Regions from separate parts of the Capra hircus genome. Here region 2 is linked to region 1. Evidence: chromatin contacts called from public Hi-C data. All regions are on one chromosome and are shown on one strand. The core of a region is the stretch at or near the end of the contact, and the rest is flanking DNA. Distances in the headings are between cores, read along the strand shown.

What was found. Hi-C and Micro-C count contacts between places; a contact is called where the count stands out from the background.
Region 2: a Hi-C map of blood shows a contact between it and region 1, with 3 times the contacts expected there. The contact joins the enhancer-like site here to the promoter of LOC108637351 in region 1. A contact is called at or near these places in 2 of 5 Hi-C or Micro-C datasets (both in blood).

What each region holds. Positions count from the first base shown.
Region 1 is chr13:37,477,818-37,482,172 of ARS1.2, reverse strand. It overlaps LOC108637351 (basic salivary proline-rich protein 2-like), which reads right to left and starts at 2,334. Exons shown (of 3, transcript XM_018056854.1): 1 at 1,868-2,334; 2 at 1,116-1,783; 3 at 839-1,053. The coding sequence starts at 2,334. The coding sequence ends at 839. It overlaps RRBP1 (ribosome-binding protein 1), which reads left to right and starts at 1,029. Exons shown (of 23, transcript XM_018057226.1): 1 at 1,029-1,297.
Region 2 is chr13:37,696,512-37,700,866 of ARS1.2, reverse strand. No RefSeq gene overlaps it. Among named protein-coding and RNA genes, the nearest start is that of SNX5, 13 kb to the right of the region's middle. Within about 2 kb of position 2,491, at least 1 of the 5 cell types and tissues checked has an H3K27ac peak or open chromatin away from gene starts, as enhancers often do.

The DNA of each region.
Region 1 (4,355 bases), core at 1,085-3,584:
AGCACGCCAAGCTTCCCTGTCCAGCACCAACTCCCGGAGTTTGCTCAAACTCATGTCCATCGAGTCGGTGATGCCATCCAACCATCTCGTCTGTCGTGCCCTTCTCCTCCTGCCTTCAATCTTTCCCAGCATCAGGGTCTTTTCTAATGTCAGTTCTTCACATCAGATGGCCAAGGACTGGAGTTTCAGCTTCAGTATCAGTCCTTCCAATGAATATTCAGGACTGCTTTCCTTTAGAAAAGGATGAACTGGTTGGATCTCCTTGCAGTCATAAACAGAACTGCAATTGCGGCCTTGCTGCCAGCTGAGGTCTGGACTGTGCCTCGATGTAACCACTCTGAAAATGGGTGCAACTGAGGCCCGCCCTCCATTTCTCTGCGCATGGTCTGGACTTTCCGCCCTCGATCCTCCATTTACTCGAGAAAATTCTTTCTGGGGCCAATTGCAATGAACATAGGGACGAGCCCTCTCGGGACTGACCGCCGGCAGGACTTGTCCTCTCATCCAGCGCCCGGAGGGGGCGCTGCTGCGGGGGTAAGTTAGCTGGTTTTTAGACGAAGCATTTCTCCTGACGGTTCCCGTGTTGCGCAACCATCTGCTCAGGGTGACACCCACCGCCACATCAGCCCGGAGCGGGCCAGGGGCGCGGGCGGAGCGCCGCCTGGATTCGAACCTCCATGGCCCCGCCGGCCCAGAGCCTGGCCCGGGTCGGCGCCCGGTGGGCGGGGCCGGCCGGGGCCCCCTCCCTTGCGCGTGGCCGAGCGTCCCGGCCCCGCCTCGCCCCGGCCCCGCGCAGGGCCAAGCGCCGCACCACGCGGCCCCGCCCCCGCCCCGCCCCCTACCCCGGCCCCGCCCCCGCGGCGCCCCGCAGCTCCTCCCCTCTCCCATTGGCCGAGGCGGAGGCCCGCCTCCTAGCCCAATGGGCGCCGCCGCGGTTCGGCCGCCGGCGCTCTGACTGGCCAGCGGCCGACGGAGTGGCGGGGTGCGAGCCAATGGGGAAAGGCGGCTCGATGAATGGCTGGCCCGGGTGGGGAAGGCAGGAGGCGGCGATCCCTGCGGAGGGGGCCGTTCGCCAGCTCCGAGGCAGAAAGTGCCACGACTCCACACGCGCGCACGCAGCCAGCGAGCGGCCGGAGCGGACGGCGGACGGGGCGGGCAGCGTCGGGATCGAGGCGCCTGCAGCTGCTTAGGGGGCGGCTTCTCGGCAGAGGCTTGGCCGGCTCCTCTCTCTCCCGCTTCCGCGGCGGCGGCGGCGGCTCCTGCCCTCTCGCTCTCCCTCCCGCGTCTCCGGCTGCAGGTAAGAAACTTGGCCGGGCCCTGCAGCAGCGGCGGCGGCGCGCGGGCTGGGCCGTCGGGGCGCCGGGGCCGGGCTGGGCCGGGCCGCGCCGGGAGTGACACGTCTCCTTGGCGGCCCCTCCCCCGGCGGCGGTGCCGCCCGCCGTCGCCGCGGTCGCGGACCTGGGCGAGGGGGGGGTCCCGGTGGGCCCCGGGGTTGGGGGTGGCGTTGTGCCGGGCCCGAACCCCATGCGGGGGGGCGTCGGCCGAGCGCGCCCGCTGTGTGAACCCCACGTCCTCGCCGTCGGCGGGACCGGCCGCGGCCCCGCGGCGCGACGTGGCCGCCGCTCCCTCCTTCCCTTCGTCTCTGCCTGGCCGTCGGGCCGGCCCGCGAGCTCCGAAGTTGGGCGAAGAAAGTTGGCGGCGGGGCGGGGCGGCGCGCAGCTGGCAGAGGAAGGGGTTAAGCTTCGGGAAGCGGCCGGATGACGTTGCCGGGCTGGAGTCCGGGCTGGGGGTGGGGGGGCGGAAGGCGGCGGAGGCCGGCGGGGAGAGGGGGCGGGATTGAATGGGGGCCGGGGCTGAGCGCGCTCACTTCGGGCCGCGGCCCCGGCTCCGCTGGGCCGATCGGCGCCGACGGGGCGGGGCGGGTGCGGGGCCGCGGAGGTGGGGGTGGCCCGCCGTGCGGGGACCTGGACCGTCCAGGGCCAGACGCCCGGTGGGCCGCGGTGGCAACTTCCCGGAGGGGTGGCAGGCGACTCCCTGCTCCCCCTGGCGGCGGGGCCGGGGAGCGCCGTTTTCCCGGCTGGCCGCGCGGACCCGGCGCGAGGGCGCCCGGCCGGGGACGATGAATGGGCCGGCAGTGCCAGGCCCAGAGGAAGCGGCATCCCTGGCGCGGCCGCCCGGCGCTGGCACCCGGTCTGGCTCCTGCCCGGGGCACCCAGCCTCGCTCTGGGCTGGGGAGGGCGGGCTGCGGTCCGCGCTTTCCAGTGCAGCATCTGGGAAGCCTCGGGGAGCCCTCCCCCGATGGCAGATAAAAATCGGTAGCTTGGGTGGTATCATGGTCAAGGGGTTGGCTTCCGCAAGCCCGCGTTGTGGAGAGTCGGCCAGGCTGTTTAAACTTCGGGGTGCGGGTCCACGTCGGAAAGAGGGGCTGCTGAAGAGAGAAGCCTTGGAGACCCAGCACGCGTGGGAGTGGGCCACAGGTGTGAGAGGTTACTGTTGCATGAGTTTCTAGAGTGTTCAGAGGCCGGGAGGGAGGTGGGGTCTGGTTTTGCCTCCAACCAGCCCGCTGCAGACGCAGCCTTGCCACGTCCCAGAATCTGGGTCCCACCCCGTGCCACGCCACAGACCCTTTGCTCAGGGTTCTCAACCTCTCTGAACTCGGATTTCCTTATCTGTGGCCTGGAGATAGAACCACCCACTCACAATGGGGTCAGACAGGCTCCTGGTAGGTGCTGCGACATACGGGGACCTTGTGCAAACGAAGGCAGTTTGGCAATAACTCCTGGAGGTCGGAGGTCATCAGCCTAGGAAGCACCAAGGAAATGAAACTTTGCAGGCTCTTGGGAACCTCCCAGGTTTTGCCTGGTGTGCTGAAACTGTCTGGGCATTTTCTGGAGTTGGGGACAGCCAGAGAGCTTAACAGAGCTTTTTGACTGGTGAATGTCCCCAGAGACTCAGGTCTTTGGTCCAGCCTTTCCAGAAGGGCAGCTGTGTGCTTTACTCACGACCTACGTGGCTAGGGAGCACCTTGCGTCCCCTGATGCTGTCCTTTGTGCTGGGTCGTCCTGACTTCCATTTAAGCCGACACCGGGAAGTCCTGGTGACGTCTCCACTCCTTTGTGAACTCTCCAGAGGTCAGCCCTGCCACAGACAGCCAGTTCGTGTTCCTTCCAGGAAGAAGCTTCCAGTTCTGAGGTCCTAAACATGCCACATCCCTCTCTGTTTAAGTGAAGGAGGAAAGCTGGAGGCAGATGGTGGAGCCATGCAGGGTTTCTGGGCCAGTTGAGATTGGGTTGGGGGGAGGACCAGAGAGGGGGATGAGAAGGGTGTTTCTGGGACTAGAAACTGTGTCCTGTGTGCAGAGCCGGAGGTACCGTGCTGTGACAGAACTCTTTCCTTTCAGAGTTAGGAGTGTGCCTTTGAACATCTCTACAGAGAGTAAGGGATTAGATTGGTATCTTGGTGCATGAATATTTTTGGTGATGGGAGAGTTTTAAATAAATCCTGAATCATTGAGTCACATTTGAGCAATTATGCTCTTTGCTAAAGGGGGCCCTAGGTCAATAGGCTATAGTGATGATACAGCACCAAATTCCATGTAAGTGGTTGAATGCAAACAATTTGATGATTGGAATACTGGTTTATTTAGTAGCTGGGAGGACACAGCAACCCAGTCCAGTATCCTTGCCTGGAAAATCCCATGGACAGAGGAGCCTGCTGGTCTATACAGTCCGTGGGGTCACAAAGAGTAGGACACAACTGAGCAACTAACACTTTGAACATAACAGAATAAATGTGGATGAAATGAGGCAGACCAGCAACCTGGTACATTTTTTCCAGCTGTCTCACTGGACAACTGAAGCTCAACCCAACTTGATTTTTAAGGTTTACCGTTTAGAAATGGATTCACAACTTTGATCTCCATCTCGGGCGTCCATCCAGTGGGTGAGAATGTGGAGGCCCAGCAGGTCAGGCAGTCATTAGGCTAGTTCCTGCTGCCCAGCTGCTGGGTGATGTGGGCACAGCCTTCTGAATGTTCACCAATAGGCCTTGTAATTCCACACTCCAAGGGAGCACCTCGATCTGGACATGAAGAGTTTCAGTGGAAGGAAGGTGGGGAGTCAGTGTGAAGCATGGCAGTGAGTGTGAAGACCATGCTTTCATCTCACATCTTTCTTCACCATCTCCTGTGTGCCGGGCCTTCATACCCTGCAGACGAGTGAGTCTCACACGTGTCTGCAAAAGCTCCTGTCTACAACTGTCCAGTAGGGTAGCCACACAGAAGTATTCAAACTTTAATTAAAAGGAAGTTCATTTCTTAGTCACAAAGCCACATTTCAGTGCCCAGTGCCACATGG
Region 2 (4,355 bases), core at 1,242-3,741, 220 kb before region 1:
AGCAGCACTGGTGGGAGCGGGAAGGGCTTCCCAGGTGGCGCTAGTGGTAAAGAATCCACCTGCCAATGCAGGAGACATTAAGAGCCGAGGGTTCGATCCTTGGGTCAGGAAGATCTCTGGAGCAGGAAATGGCAACCCACTCCAGTATTCTTGCCTGGAGAATTCTATGGACAGAGGAGCCTGGAGGGCTACAATCCACGGGGTCTCCATGAGTTGGATACGACTGAAAAGACAGCATGGTGGGAGCTGGAGCTGACATCACAGTGGTGGTGGAACTGGGCAGTGACGCTCACGCCGGGCACGATGGGGATCCGGTGGACACGGCAGGCCTTATCTTGATGAAGATGAAGCCTGTCGTGTGCCAGGCATGCAGCCACATTTAATCTGCACAGCTCAAAGAAATGCTCTCATTTCCCGTCAACTTACAAATGAGGAAGTCAGCCACAGAGAGGTCAGGTAACTTGCCCAAGGTCACAGAGCTGGTAAGTGGCAGGGCCAAGACCCACATCTGCTTCCGCTGCACTGCATGTGCCTCGCGTGTCCTGTAGGCACACGTGGGCGTGCTCACTGCAGCGCTGTCGGCGGGAGAGAACAGTCTAACAGCTCATGGGTGAGACTGTGAAGTAGGAGGGGACATGCAGAGTGGCTGCCGGCCCTGTGCTGGATTTAGGGCCATCAACCTGGATGGTTTTGAGACTCGTGTTGAGACAGAGGTAGAAACCAACACAGAAAGCACAACTGCCTGTTATGCATGGAGACCAGCACAGGTGTAAGTTTTAAGACTGCAAAAGGACATGCTAGAAAGAGAACGCACCAAATTTATAACGGTGTTTGTTTATGATGGAGGCTTCCCTGGTGGTTCAGACGGTTCAAGAATCTACCTGCAATGCCAGAGACCCAAGTTCTATCCCTGGGTCAGGAAGATCCCCTGTAGAAGGGAATGGCTACCCATTCCACTATTCTTGCCTGGAGAGTCCCTTGGACAGAGGAGCCTGGCAGGCTACAGTCCATGGGGTTGCAAAGAGTCGGACACGACTAAAGTGACTTAACAGGCATACACACATCGCAAGGGAGAGGGAAACAGGATTAAGGAGAAGGGCTTTTATGTGTAATGCCTATTATTTTTTTCTCTCCGTCTCCCCATCTCCCTCCCTAAACCTCTTGAGCAAAAAGGAAAAATCTCAAATCCCACTCTAACTCCAAATAGTGTTTTATGATTGATCTTCACAAATGCATTTCTTAAACCTGACAGCTATGATTGTCAAGACACCAGGGAAGCCTTTGCTCACATAAGGTGGTCTCCCTAGAAATTCTCTTTAGTGTAAATAGCTTTCAAGCTGAGTGGTTAGATGCCAGCCAGGACATCTTGTTAACCTGGAAGGAAAGGAAGGAGGTGGTGGGAACCCAGGAGAGTCACTTCTGTCTTTTACTTAGTAACTGATTGGTTTGATTTAAGGCAGTGTTTCTCCTTAGGCAACAACTCCAAACGACTACGGTATTTCTTAAAACATAAAAGGTCCAACCTACCTTGCTTTGGTTTTTGTGTGTAGGAGGACGGTGGGGTAGGTTATAATCAAATGTATCATTGCTTAGGTGGAAAGATCAGTGATTAAAACAAATTATCCCCTCCAACTCCTTCTAAAGCCTGTAGGCAAATTAAATAAGAATGACTTTATGTGCTCTCAGTCGTGTCCGACTCTTTGTGACCCCATGGAGTGTAGCCTGCCAGGCTCCTCTGTCCATGGGATCCTCCATGCAAACGGGCTACCTAGAAACACAATGACTTAGGACTAACCTGCTTCCTGTATTCACTAGGGTGAATGCTTACGAAAATCGTTATGTTGGATTTTGTTGACAAGCTTTCCTAGAACTGGAAGAGGTTTATAGAGGTTAATGGTCCCAGATTAAGGGGGGCTAATGGCTCTGAGCGAGAAGCCAAGTCTGAGGGGGCTAAAAAATTGAAATTTGGCTTTCAGTGCCACCATGGAGCTTTTGCTAGCTGCTAAATGCATTAATAATAATAAGGCATAGGGAGTTTCCCAGTGGTACAGTGGTTAGGATTCTGCACTTTCAGTGCCAGGGCTTGGGTTCAATCCCTGGTCAGGGAACTAAGATTCCACAAGCCACAGGCCAAAAAAAAAAAAAAAAAAGTGTAGGATTGCAGATGAAAAAGGGGAATAGTTTTTGAGCAGATAGCTTTGCATCTATTGGATGCTCTCAAAGCTCAGGGCAGTTTGGCTGTTCTGCACTTTTGTGAGAGCTATCTGCACCTCCTTTTCAAAATGTTTGAATTATCCTCAATTAGACTCTCTCCTTGCTGCAAGTCCTGTTTCACTTCACTGGAGTTTAATATGCCACGTCACACTTGGGAGCAGGAGGAATCCAGACACCGGTGACAGCCACAGCGACTCTTGAAAAGCTGTGGCTCCTTAGATGTGCTCTTCTGAGCCTCGGCAGTGAAACTGCATTTCGCTTGACGCCCCCGCACCCCCAGGGCTGAGCATCCATCACTGGGGAGGCTGAGGGGTGGGGGCTGCAGGGAGGCTGTAATTGTCCTTGCCCCCAGCAGGGCTTCCTGGGCAGATTGAGGGTCCTTCATGGCACAATTGGTGCCACCTTAGCTTGGGAGCAAATTGCCAACATCCGCTGGATTATAGAAAAAGCAAGAGACCGCCAGAAAAACATCTACTTCTGCTTCGTTGACTATGCTAAAGCCTTTGACTGTATGGATCTCAACAAACTGTGGAAAATTCTTCAAGAGATGGGGCTACCAGACTACCTTACCTGCCTCCTGAGAAATCTGTATGCAGGTCAAGAAGCAATAGGTAGAACCGGACATGGAACAACGAACTGGTTCCAAATTGAGAAAGGAATACGTCAAGGCTGTATGTTGTCACCCTGCTTATTTAACTTATATGCAGAGTATATCATGCAAAACGCTGGACTGGATGAAGCACAAGCTGGAATCAAGATTGCAGGGGGAATATCAGTAATCTCAGATACGCAGATGATACCACTCTTATGGCAGAAAGCAAACAGGAACTAAAGAGCCTCCTGATGAAAGTGAAAGAGTGAAAAAGCTGGCTTAAAACTCAACATTCAAAACACTAAGACCATGGCATCTGGTCCCATCACTTCATGGCAAACAGATGGGGAAACAATGGAAACAGTGACAGACTTTTATTTTCTTGGGCTCCAAAATCACTCAAACAGTGACTGCAGCAATGAAATTAAGACACTTGCTCCCTGGAAGAAAAGCTATGGTCAACCTAGACAGCGTATTAAAAAGCAGAGACATTACTTTACCAACAAAGTTCCATATAGTCAAATCTATGGTTTTTCCAGTAGTCATGTATGGATGTGAGAGTTGGACCATAAAGAAAGCTGAGCACTGAAGAACAGATGCTTTTGAACCGTGGTGTTGGAGAAGACTCTTGAGAGTCCCTTGGACTGCAAGGAGATCAAACCAGTCCATCCTAAAGGAGATCAGTCCTGGGTGTTCATTGGAAGGACTGATGCTGAAACTGAAACTCTAATACTGTGGCCACCTGAGGTGAAGAGCTGATTTAGTGGAAAAGACCCTGATGCTGGGAAAGATTGAAGGCGGGAGAAGGGGACAAGAGAGGATGAGATGGTTGAATGGCATCACCAACCCAATGGACATGAGTTTGAGTAAATTCCGGGAGTTGGTGATGGACAGGGAGGCCTGGCGTGCTATAGTCCATGGGGTCACAAAGACTCAGACATGGGTGAATGACTGAACCGAACTAGCTTGGGACTGAACTGAACTAGCGCAGGGTGCAGAATGACAGGTCCAGGGTATGACTATCTTCACCAGAGAGAACTTGCTGGGTCTGGGCTTCTGAACTCCAGGGTGGTGCTTGGTGGGGCTGGGGCCACACCAGCTGGGACACTCTGAATAGTCTCACGTGATTCCTGACTTTGGAAATTACAGGAATATAGGCTGCTTGAGAGGCTTCCTTTGTGGTTCAGCTGGTAAAGAATCTGTCTGCAATGTGGGAGACCTGGGTTTGATCCCTGCATGGGGAAGATCCCCTGGTGAAGGGAAAGGCTACCCACTCCAGTATTCTGGCCTGGAGAATTCCATGGATTCTATAGTCCATGGGGTCGCAGAGCTGGACACGACTGAGCGATTTTTACTCATTCACTCACTAGGCTGCTTGAAAAGCATGAGAGGTGTGGGGAGTCATCACAAAGTCTCCCTCAATCCTCTGCCCCACTCAAAGCTCATGTTCCCTGTGAGATGACCGTGTGCATATACATATAACACACCCCAAAGCTACTGGGTCAAGATTAAGATGGGTTAAGATTCTGAATTTACAAACAAAATCTAA